3 separate regions of the Mus musculus genome follow, and regions 1 and 3 are each linked to region 2. The links are chromatin contacts, called in public capture Hi-C and promoter capture Hi-C maps. All regions are on one chromosome and are shown on one strand. The core of a region is the stretch at or near the end of the contact, and the rest is flanking DNA. Distances in the headings are between cores, read along the strand shown.

The links. Promoter capture Hi-C pulls out the DNA fragments that hold promoters and counts their contacts. Capture Hi-C pulls out chosen DNA fragments and counts their contacts.
Region 1: a contact with region 2 is called in a promoter capture Hi-C map of liver, with 5 times the contacts expected there. The contact joins the promoter of Ovgp1 here to the promoter of Cd53 in region 2. A contact is called at or near these places in 6 of 39 promoter capture datasets (hippocampal neurons, liver, neural stem cells and 2 more), 2 of 115 datasets of contacts at active chromatin or transcription factors (memory CD8 T cells and regulatory T cell precursor) and 1 of 9 other capture datasets (macrophages).
Region 3: a contact with region 2 is called in a capture Hi-C map of macrophages, with 6 times the contacts expected there. The contact joins the promoter of Adora3 here to the promoter of Cd53 in region 2. A contact is called at or near these places in 2 of 39 promoter capture datasets (the C10 cell line and pre-B cells), 4 of 484 Hi-C or Micro-C datasets (B cells, CD4 T cells, CD8 T cells and 1 more), 5 of 115 datasets of contacts at active chromatin or transcription factors (bone marrow-derived dendritic cells, effector CD8 T cells, memory CD8 T cells and 2 more) and 1 of 9 other capture datasets (macrophages).

What each region holds. Positions count from the first base shown.
Region 1 is chr3:105,971,780-105,975,729 of GRCm38.p6, forward strand. Ovgp1 (oviductal glycoprotein 1) reads left to right here and starts at 2,023. Exons shown (of 11, transcript NM_007696.2): 1 at 2,023-2,061; 2 at 2,634-2,663; 3 at 3,060-3,264. The coding sequence starts at 2,037.
Region 2 is chr3:106,788,624-106,792,387 of GRCm38.p6, forward strand. Cd53 (CD53 antigen) reads right to left here and starts at 1,526. Exons shown (of 8, transcript NM_007651.3): 1 at 1,344-1,526.
Region 3 is chr3:105,901,982-105,905,857 of GRCm38.p6, forward strand. It overlaps Adora3 (adenosine A3 receptor), which reads left to right and starts at 2,440. Exons shown (of 2, transcript NM_009631.4): 1 at 2,440-3,171. The coding sequence starts at 2,819. All of the region lies in intron 1 of Tmigd3 (transmembrane and immunoglobulin domain containing 3), which reads left to right.

The DNA of each region.
Region 1 (3,950 bases), core at 773-3,272, 820 kb before region 2:
CTGAAACCAAAGCACTACACGATTGTGTTTCTGCCTTCATCTCCATTAGTTTAATGAAATATGAGGAGTCATGATGCCTTGGGGAAGTTTTCAGTTATCCAAGTAAGATATATTAGTATTTTCCCCCCATAAGAATAGGCTAAATGCTAAGAAATATTTTCTAAATGCCAGTAGATGTGTGACATTCGCATCAGCTGTCCCCCCGCCACCCAAGGCCTGAAGGAACAAGATTGTGAACAGACAGAGCACACTGATTTGCAGTGTAATCCCCATTTAACATGACAATTCTCAACCACTGTGCATACAGAATCAGAGCTGCCAGCTTTGGGGTATGGTCACCCCTGAATTAGTCAGAGGTCATTCCTGTTCTGTCTTGGCTTTCTTGGCACCATATACCTCTGCATGTGGAGAGGTTAGGTACAGATTGGCAGGCAGATTACATTGAGAGCTAGTGCTCCTGGCAGCAGTGTAGTGGGGCACCTCGGTCATGCAGAAAGTCTCAGAAGTAGAGACCAGCATTTTATGTCAAGGTTTTAAAAGAAAACCAGCAGCGCCTCAGGCCATGAGTTAGAGGGACCCTGACAACATTGAGGCTCCAGAAATCAGATGTACCAATAGTTTATAGATCCGGTTGCAAAGTCATAGACCCAGTAACAAGAACTGGAGCACAGGAATGGTGACTGGGATGCAAGAGGAGCATGCATGGTCATTAGAGTGAAAAGGCATTAGGCGTCATTAAGCCAATGCTACTAGGTGTTGCCAATCCTGACTTATGTTGGCCTTGGGGGTACTTGCTGATTTAGGTCAAAAGTGGGATGTGGGAATGGATGGTACACGAAACAGATAGGACGAATGGGGCCCCAGGGATGGTACGTGCAGGAAGGGGCTCTAGGGTCTGTTCGATAATAAAGCCCACACTCACACACCCATGTTCTACATATTTTGTCTTTGTTCTTTGGTACCCAAATAAACTACTGGTTTAAAAATTATGAGGTTTCTTGCTTATTTCATCCCACAAATGAAGGACAAATGTTCAACAGATTTGACCACTGGGCACTGTTTTCCTTTCTCCTCCATTGCCCTGAGATCTGCTTAGTACCCCCTATTATAGATGCTCCATGTACAGCAGCATCTGTCTTAGAGAGGCTACACAGTCTGAGGCCATCTGGAACAGAGAAAGAAAACCAATGAATCAAAGATACCTGATTTATGCTTTAAAAAAACAAAAACTTTTCATGATTGTAGAGTTTCTTTAAAATTGGTTCTTGGGTATTCATATACCTGAGGCTCAGGTCACCTCATAGTTGGCTCATATGTTCGCCCAGTAGACACTGGGTCTGAACTCTGTCATGTAGAAAACATATAAAATGCTGTTTTAGTGTGTTTACTTCACCTGTTCAGAAGTGTCAGTATTTGCTTTTGAGCATCCTGCTCTTTTGAGCAACTTGCTAATGACATCTGTAAGTAATTAAACTTATATTTTATGCAAACCATAGTCTTCACATCTCTTTAGTTTTCATAAATTCCTTCGAAGTAAGAACAAACTATATGTGGGAAACAGGCTTTCTTTTATGTGTGGAAACTTTGGGGCTCAGTAACTCATCCAAAACTATAAAACTTCCTAAATAGCCAAAAGCCTTAGTCCAAAGCCAAAGCTTTGAAACTTTCTGATACAGTTTTCCTGATAATCTTGTATAGACTTCATCATGTCCTAGGTCTCCTCCATCTCAACTGCAGAGCTGGATACCAGGAAATGGGACTGATTGCCAGACAAGTCTCAGGGCTACTGCATTTGTTTTTGTTATAGCCTGTGGTGAATACTCACTCCCTGCTAGTGTCAGGTCAGGGATATTGATTTGTTGGCTCTGAGAACTACAGCTGTTCTGGAGAGAGAGTTCAAGTTGTCAGCGGTCATTGTGACTCTTGAATCATTGTTTCTGGCGTGGTGCTTACGTGTAGCTGACTCCATGCTGCAGGTGAGCCAACTCCTATTAAAGAGTCTTGAGCTTCATCACCAGAGCTACCAGGCAGTTGAGATGGGGAGGCTGCTGCTGCTGGCTGGTGAGTGTGACAGAGCCTAGCAATGACATAGTCCAGGAGATAGCAGTTTGTCTTGTCTCTAGTGCCTAGCAGAGAAACCTGGGGCTTAGGGAGCTGGATTATGTGAATGTGGGGTAGAAAAGAAAAGAAAGGCACCTGTGGAGGAAGGGGCTGGGCAGTAGTTCTCCAACCTGGTGGTTTTCATGCTTGGGCTTCATCTTGGACCAGTTAATTTGAAATTTCTGATGAGAGGGCTATGATGTGTATGTGCGCACGTGCGCGTGTGTGTACGTACTTTTGAATTTGTAGCCAGAATTGAGAATCACTGGCCGAGAGCTTTAGCACACACTTCTAACCATCATTGTCCCTATGCAAAGCAGGTACATGTAGCATGCGATGTGCTTTAGAAAAGGAGCTTAGACTAGTTCCACTCTGTTAGCTTTGGAGGAGAGGAAACCAGTGACTGATGCATGTCTCTATTTGTGTGTCTACATGTGTACATGGTGCTGAGCTGGAGAGGGCACTTGCTAACTGGAGGGTGTGTGGAGTGTGCACTCTGCATGTGTGTATATGAATTTCTTCATTTCCTGCAGGGCTGGTTCTTCTGATGAAACACAGTGATGGTGAGGAAACCACTTCTCCTCCAGAGCCAGGGAGATTCTCTGGCTAGGAAATCTCTATTCAGCGTCTCCTGAACCTCTGCCTGTCATGGCTCCTTGGCCAGAGGTTATTAATCCAATACAATCCAACACAGGACTCTGGTTATTTGCTGTTTGTATGTATCCTTATGTGCCAGGATCTACTCTCATGAGGCATTCTTTCTTCTCTGGAGCCTCAGCAAAAGGTCAGGATGTCTGGGGGCATGCATAAGCAGCTTTGGTGTATGTTTACGGGGGATATGGAGGCTGTTACAGTGGCCTGGTCTCTGATTAGGCTTGTTGACTCACTCTACTGTCAAGAATCTGAGTTCCCTTCTTGCCCCATGATCTCTGCTGATTAATACTTGCTCTTCTTGCCAGGTACTGCCTACAAACTGGTGTGCTATTTCACCAATTGGGCACATAGTCGGCCAGGCCCTGCCTCCATCATGCCCCATGACCTGGACCCCTTTCTTTGTACGCATCTGATATTTGCCTTTGCCTCAATGAGCAACAATCAGATTGTGGCCAAGAATCTGCAGGATGAAAACGTTCTCTATCCAGAGTTCAACAAACTCAAGGAAAGGTATGTTAGATGTGTACTTGAGTTCTCAGATTTTATAGCTTGAAGGAGATTATGCCCACAACTCTTATTACTCTTAAAATTTCCTGGTTTTTCTAATTCAATTTTCCCTCAAATGGGGATCTGAGTACCTCTGACATAAGAGCTCTCCATTGACCTGAGCTCCTCCTTGCCTTGATGACTTGGTAGTGTTGCCTCTTCCTGAGTGTCTTCACGCTCCTTTCTCCTGGGAAACTTTGGCTCACCCTTTGAGCCCAGTTGTGAGGAGTTAATGCTGCTAATGTGCTTCAAAGAGGTCCTGAGAATCACAAATACTCAACAAATGTTAAAGTTCTTGCCTCTTGCAACTGCCAGGCTGTGAGTTTTCTTCTAAGGGGAGCTCTTTGAACACAGAATAGTTAGGGCATACACAAAGAAGCTGATGCTCAGGAGGTGCTGAAGTGTTTCCTGTCTGGCGCCTGTGGGTTCCTTCTCTGCCCAAGGGAAGGTCTGTTATTATATTAATAGAGAGTGATGGGCAGGTCAAGCTCCCAGGAAGTGGGATGCTTGTCTATGTGTTTGCTGTTGTGTTTCAAGCACTCAAAGGCACATAATCATTACTCAGTGAATATTTGTTGAGTAAGAAAACAAATGGCTAGAAACGTTCTAGACTTGTCTCTCTTTTATGGAAAAATTATGGAGACGTGGAG
Region 2 (3,764 bases), core at 276-2,775:
AAAAACTTGAAATCCTTTGAGTGGTAGTGAGGTAGTTGTGTTGGCCTAGGCTGTGAATCACTTCCTGTGAGCATAAAGATAAGCAAACATCATATCTAAAAGCAAAATAACCTTAACTGGCCCACACAGGAAACCACATTTCAGTTTGGCATCTGCTCTTAATCAACCAGTTTCAAAGCAGTGAAGATTTGGATCGAGATTGAGAAAGCAAAACATTGCTCACACAGCAGATAAAATTCTTCTCTGGCTCAATCTTCTAATAGATATGATTACCAAGAAAAGCTCCTCATGGAAAAAACTATTACTGGGCAAATTCTCCATTCTTCTTCATTTCTCCTCTGTATCAACAGTATACTGTCAGACATCAAAGGGTGCCTAACCCATGGTTTTTAACTTAGTTCACTTAGGTCACTATTTATAAACATAAGGTTTAGTAGCCTCTGAGGGTGGCTCTGACAAGCTGCAACTAACTCCCAATCATCTCCCTTGAATTTTAGGTGAGAAAATGTGGACATGGATACTTTACTTTCTCCCTTTTAGATTATAATCAAATGAGCTCTTCACAGCTCTTGGACCAAGAAAGACCTGATACAGACATTTTGTATTGACCAAAGCTTGACTATCATTTTGCTGAATACTTACACCCTAGAATGGCTTGCAAGTTGGAAACTATTACTGTATCAAGTTATGTGGGTTTCCTCTCTGCTGCACATTTTATGTGAAATTTGTCAATGTTCAAGCTTTGTGTATCACAGACCATTTAAAGTGAAGAAAGAAGCCCTTCAGATCACAATGTTTACCTTCCCCCAAACTAAGCCATAGGAATAAAATACATGAAGTACATTGCAGAACACCTATGTTGCAGGTTTTTTGTATCTATCTTATATCAAAACATGACATTCTCAGCACTAACTTTCCTTTAAAATGTTTTCAAACAAAGACAACATGTCTTCTGGCTACTGTTCTAAATCACTCTGGTTATGATTTTCCTCCCTGCTCTAAAATGAAACTTCAAGTTTTTGAAGAAAAAACAACATAGAAGATCTCCCCAATTTCATCTCATCTCACCTCAAAAACTTCAAGCATTAGAAACCACCATATACAGTAAGCAATTCAAGTGGCATAATAATGTAAGCTTATGAATACTTAGGCCCAAAGAGATATCAGAAAATAAAACACCAATTAAATCAAAGTATTTCTAGCCCAGTTGCCTAAGGGAAGTGCTGATCTAAATATTTGTAAACACATCACATTTTAAAGTTACTAAAGGGATGTGTGGAGACTCTCAAAATGCTATGTGCCTTATTAGCTGATTTAGAGCTGTTAAAAGTCATAAATCTTACCTTTTGAAGGCAGTGTCCCTCAGTACTTCAGGTAGAATTCACTGATTATCTTTTAGGTGGCCAGCACAGCCTGTAACCCAGAAGTCTATGTCTATTTGTGTAAAAGGAGAAGTGAAGAGAGAAAAAATACAATCATGCTGTGACGACAGGAAACCCAAGCGAGAAGAGTGAGGAAGTGAGACTGAGTGTTCTCTCTTAGGCTCAGATAGTCAACTGTTCCTCAGTGAACTTGCAGAGGCTTCCACTCCCAGCCTATTCTAAGCTGGTTTCTGGAAGCTAAAGAAGGTCTGACACACCAATCTGAGTTCTGGTGAACTTTACAGTAATTTGAGTGATATTTCCTGGCCATAGAACAGTGCTTCTCAATTGAAGCAGCAACTACAAAATACCCGTGGGTCTGTTTCTGTGTATGTGTCCCCACCGTTTGACCACAAACTATACTACTAAACCATACTGACCAAGCCAGCATGGTACTGGAATGAAACCATACTTGTAGATCAATATAGCATAGTAGAGGACACAGAGATAAACTTGTGTAGGATTGAATATCTACTTTTGGACAAAGGTGTATCAAAACATGAACTAGAAAAACAAAAATGCAGCTGGAGAGATCGCTCAGCAGTTAAGAGCACTGACTGCTCTTCCAGAAGTCCTGAGTTTAATTCCCAGCAGCCACATGGTGGCTCACAACCATCTATAAATGGGATCTAATGCCCTCTTCTGGTGTGCCTGAAGACAGCTACAGTATATACATATACATATACATATACATATACATTATACATATACACACACATACACATACACATACACATACACATACACATACACATATACATATACATATACATATACATAATAAGTAAACAAATCTTGTTTAAAAAAAAACTATCTTGGGTATTCTAGGTTTCTGGGCTAATATCCACTTATCAGTGAGTGCATATCAAAGGATTTCTTTTGTGATTGGGTTATCTCACTCAGGGTGATACTCCAGATCCATCCATTTGCCCAAGAATTTCATAAATTCATTGTTTTTAAAAGCTGAGTAGTGCTCCATTGTGTAAATGTACCATATTTTCTGTATCCATTCCTCTGTTTAGGGACATCTGGGTTCTTTTCAGCTTCTGGCTATTATAAATAGGTCTGCTATGAACATAGTGGACCATGTGTCCTTTTTACCAGTTAGAACATCTTCTGGGTATATGCCCAGGAGAGGTATTGCTAGATCTACTGGTAGTACTATGTCCAGTTTTCTGAAGAACCGCCAAACTGATTTCCAGAGTGGTTGTACCAGTTTGCAATCCCACCAGCAATGGAGGAGTGTTCATCTTTCTCCACATCCTCCCCAGCATCTGCTGTCACATGAATTTTTGATCCTAGCCATTCTGACTGGTGTGAGATGGAATCTCAGGGTTCTTTTGATTTGCATTTCTCTGATGATTAAGAATGTTGAATATTTTTTCAAGTGCTTCTCAGCCCTTCCATATTCCTCAGTCAAAAATTCTTTGTTTAGTTCTGTAACCCATTTTTAATGGGGTTATTTGAATTTCTAGAGTTCAGCTTAGTGAGCTCTTTGTATATAATGGATATTAGTCCCATATCAGATTTAGGATTGGTAAAAATTCTTTCCCAATCTGTTGGTGGCCTTTTTGTCTTATTGACAATATCTTTTGCCCTATAGAAGCTTTGCAATTTTATGAGGTCCCATTTGTCGATTCTTGATCTTACAGCACAAGCCATTGCTGTTCTGTTTAGGAATTTTTCCCCCGTGCCCATATCTTCGAGGGTTTTCTGCACTTTCTCCTCTATAAATTTCACAACTTCCAAAACACAAGAAAATCAAGAAGGAAGACCAACGCATGGATAATTCATTCCTCCCTAGAATAAGGAATAAAATATCCATGGAAAGAGTTGCAGAGACAAAGTTTGGAGCTAAGACGAAAGGATGGATCATCCAGAGACTGCCCCACTTGGGGCCCATCCCAGAATCAGCCACCAAACGCAGACACTTCTGCAAAATTTTGCTGAAAGGACCCTGATATAGCTGTCTCCTGTGAGGCTTTGCCAGTGCCTGGCAAATACAGAAATGGATGCTCACAGTCATCTATAGGATGGAACACAGGGCCCCCAACGTAGGAGCTAGAAAAAGTACCCAAAAGCTGAAGGAGTCTGGAACCCTATAGGTGGAACAACAATATGAACTAACCAGTACCCCCAGGGCTCCTGTCTCTAGCTGCATATGTAGCAGAAGATGGCCTAGTTGGCCATCATTGGGAAGAGAGGCCCCTTGATCTAGCAAACTTTATATGCCCCAGTACAGGGAAATGCCAGGGCCAAGAAGTGGGAGTGAGTGGGTAGGGGAGCAGGGCGGGGTGAGGGTATAGGGGACTTTTGGGATAGCTTTTGAAATGTAAATGAAGA
Region 3 (3,876 bases), core at 1,190-3,689, 890 kb before region 2:
TCTCTAGTCATTCACTGAGCAATAGTATACTGCTGGCCAGCCAGGCAACATGGTGTAAAAATGAAAAGTTCTGGTTGGGTCTCCAGGAACTGCAGGCCTATAGAGTCTGGGTAGGAGGCTGTTAGGGTGGCATGGTGGATCCACATGAGGGAGAGGTGGTGTCTTAGTTAGGGTTTTATTGCTGGGAACAGACACTATGACCAAGGCAAGTCTTATAAAAGACAACATTTAATGGGGCTGGCTTCCAGGTTCAGAGGTTCAGTCCATTATCAAGGTGGGATCATGGCAGCATCCAGGCAGGCATGGTACAAGAGAAGCTGAGAGTTCTACATCTTCATCTGAAGGTTTCTAGCAGAATATTGGCTTCCAGGGAGTAAGGATGAGGGTCTTAAAGCCCACACTCACCGTGACATACCTACTCCAAAAGGGCCACACCTTCTAATAGTGCCACTCCCTGGGCCAAGCATATCCAAACCATCACAGGTGGTATAGGAAGTTTTCTTCAAGGTCCTGTTAGAGAACTGCCTCGAGGGGAGCCTTTTTATTTTCTAGGTGGGGGCAAGGAAGAGATCCTGCTAGACCTAGTGAGTGTGCACAGGCGAAGAAGTGAAAGGGAATTTCGGAGCCAGGAATTGCTGGGAGCTGTGGGCTTATGGCTTCGGTGAAAGAAGCAGATGGCAGGAGCCTGAACAGGCTCAAACCCCACTAACCTGGGAATCATAACGAAAGCTATTATCAGGAACCAGGACCTGGTAACAGAAGATGTGAGAGACTGGGTCCATGGGTACCAGTGAGGTAACAGGTGTGTGAGGTGGCTGTCTATCCTGGTCTCTCTGCCCCCTCTCCTGGATTGCCTTTTGGATTTCAATCCCCAGTGAACAGATATTTAGCATGGTCATAAGACAAGCTAGTGAGGGAATATGGAAACTTCTCTTCCACCCCTCAAACTCGCCCTTGAACACTGGTGCTCTCTGTTTATTCAGAAAACAAAAAAGAACGGACATTTCTCCTTCGAAGAGAAGAAGCACCCAAGGCATCGCAGAAACCTCTGGGAGTAACATAATCCTGGGTGGGAAGCCGTGGTGGTTATGGTCCTCTGGAAGAGCATCCACTGCTCTTTATAGCTGAGCCATCGCTCCAGCCTGTCCACCTTGCTTTTCAATGTAACAAAACATGGACCGTCACCTTGTTTCTGTTGTTGTTAATGTAGAAGCTGCCCGTTTCCTGACCAACAAGCCTTAAATAGAGAAGAAAGCTTGATCTCCTGTCCTGCCTCTCTGTCTGTGGCAAATGATGGAGATTTTTCTAGGAACCAACAAAGCGAGATTGCAATTGCTTTTTGTTAAGGAAGACTCTTTCTTGCCTCTTGGTAGAAATTGCTTTCTGTAACTTCCCCTCTGAAGAGGACAGAAAGAAGGCAGTTACAGCAGAAGTAAGAGGAAAGGCCACTCGGGGGGCTGATGAAACGTAAAACAACAAACAAACAAAAAACAAAAACAAAAACAAAACAAAATAAAACACCCCACGTAAACACCAGGGCTGGAGAGAAGACTCAGTGGATAAGTGTGCCTGCTGCTCTTGCACTGTGTGTGTGTGTGTGTGTATGTGTGTGTGTGTGTGTGTGTGTGTGTGTGTGAGTGTGTGTGTGTGTGTGAGTGTGTGTGTGTGTGTGTGTGTGTGTGTGTGTAAAAATTGTTTTCAGTTTTGTCCCTGAGTGTCCTGAATTTTTTAGGTAGATCTGAGTGCCCTTAAACTCACAAAGATCTGCCTGCCTCTGTCTCCCCAGTCCTGGGATTAAAGTGTGCATCACAATTGTCTCTATCACAAGATCTTTGTGTTAAGCAGGCTGAGGGTGGAAATATTACATGATTAGTGTTTCCACCTCTTCTACCCAATCCTACCCACAGCTCATCTGGTCCCTGAATGATCTCTAGTTTCTCCCCACCACTTGTGTGTGTGTGTGTGTGTGTGTGTGTGTTGTATATCAGTTGTGGTGGGGGCAGTACTCAGAGCCTGATGCCAGCCAATCATTCTACTTCTGAAATATATCTTTGGCTCCCCACATCCTGACTTTTGAGTGTTGGTTCTTTCTTTTTCTTTCTTTCTTTCTTTCTTTCTTTCTTTCTTTCTTTCTTTCTTTCTTTCTTTCTTTCTTTCATTGGTTTGGATTTTTGTTTTGTTTTGTTTTTTGAGACACTGGGTTACTTAGGCTGGCCTTAACACAGTAACCAAGGCAGGGCTTGAACCTGTAATCCCACTGCCTTAGCCTTCCCTGTAGCTGAAACTGTCAGCTGTCACTAACAGACCCTGTCTCTAATCTCCTCTTGGAGCTGCCTCCATGTGACTCAGGCCAGCCTCCTGTGCTCTTTCCATCCTTTTTTTTCTTCTTCTTCTTCAGAGGGTTCCTGTACTTCCTCTTGGACTATCTCACTTCTTGAAACACTCTAAAGAGGAGTGCTTATCTTGATGGAGCTCGAAAGTTCTCTGGGGCCCAGGGGACAGCAGAAGCCCTGACTCTGTTTGCCTGGGGAAGTAAGAACGGTGGCCCTCTCGGATTTGGCTGCAGAGACCTGCATCCTCCAGGTTAATGGGAAGGCAGGGATAAGCGGCTGAGGTTGATGGTCCTGTAACAGGCCCTTTCTGAGAAGAGTCTCTAAGAGAGAGTCATACCGGAAGGAATGAGCAAGTTGTGAGTTCTCTGGACTGTTGTGACATTCTAACTTCTGGGCAGAAGTCTGACAAGAGCTGGGTCCACTGGCCCATACACAACCTGCTGAAGAGCCACGGAAGCTTCCGCCTGAAGCTTTTCTGAGACAGCATGGAAGCCGACAACACCACGGAGACGGACTGGCTGAACATCACCTACATCACCATGGAGGCTGCCATCGGGCTCTGTGCCGTTGTGGGCAACATGCTGGTCATCTGGGTGGTCAAGCTGAACCCCACTCTGAGGACCACCACGTTCTATTTCATTGTCTCCCTAGCACTGGCTGACATTGCCGTTGGGGTGCTGGTCACACCTTTGGCCATTGCTGTCAGCCTGCAAGTCAAGATGCACTTCTATGCCTGCCTTTTCATGTCCTGTGTGCTGCTGATCTTCACCCATGCTTCCATCATGTCCTTGCTGGCCATTGCTGTAGACCGATACCTGCGGGTCAAGCTGACAGTCAGGTAACAGGGTTGACGAAGGGGTGGATTAGAGAGAAGGCTGGAGAGTAGAGCTACCAAGTTTGGCTCCCAGACCCCTTTCGTAGAAATGAGTCAAACTGACCCTTGAAATTTACAAAGGGCAGTGAATATCTTTGCACCACATGGTTTGTGAAGACATTAGACATGAAGAGCTGAGACAGGAATAGGAAACGAGGGTGCTCTGTGCCCTTCTCCATTGAACATGGGCATCTGCTTTCTGGCCAGGGTAGCCAAAGATGATGAAAATGTGATGTATCTTTTAGTTAAAAAAAGAATCTGATCTCAAGTTTTCAAAGTGACATTGACCTACTAGATAGGATATCTTGTTTTAGGAGAAGGGGAAGACAGGCATAAGAGATAAGTAGATGGGGGTGTGGCTTTGAAGATGTAGGGTAGATCTTAACATGGCTTCTGTCTTAGTCTGTTGAAAACGGATTCTTAGGATGCAGTTTGTTCTCTTAATGAAATGTAAAACCCCCTTGAGACAAGGATGTTCTTGTTTGCAAAATGGTAGTATCATTTTCTGTGCAAAGAGGACAGTCCAATGAGAAACTACATTCCCAGGTTTCTTCTGGTTTCTCTTGGGGGAAGAATATAGCATAGAAACTACAGACAAGCTCTGGAGGAAAACAAGTCTGGATTCCTCTCCCTGATCTTTTGATCTGACACTGGGCACATTCTTTCTCG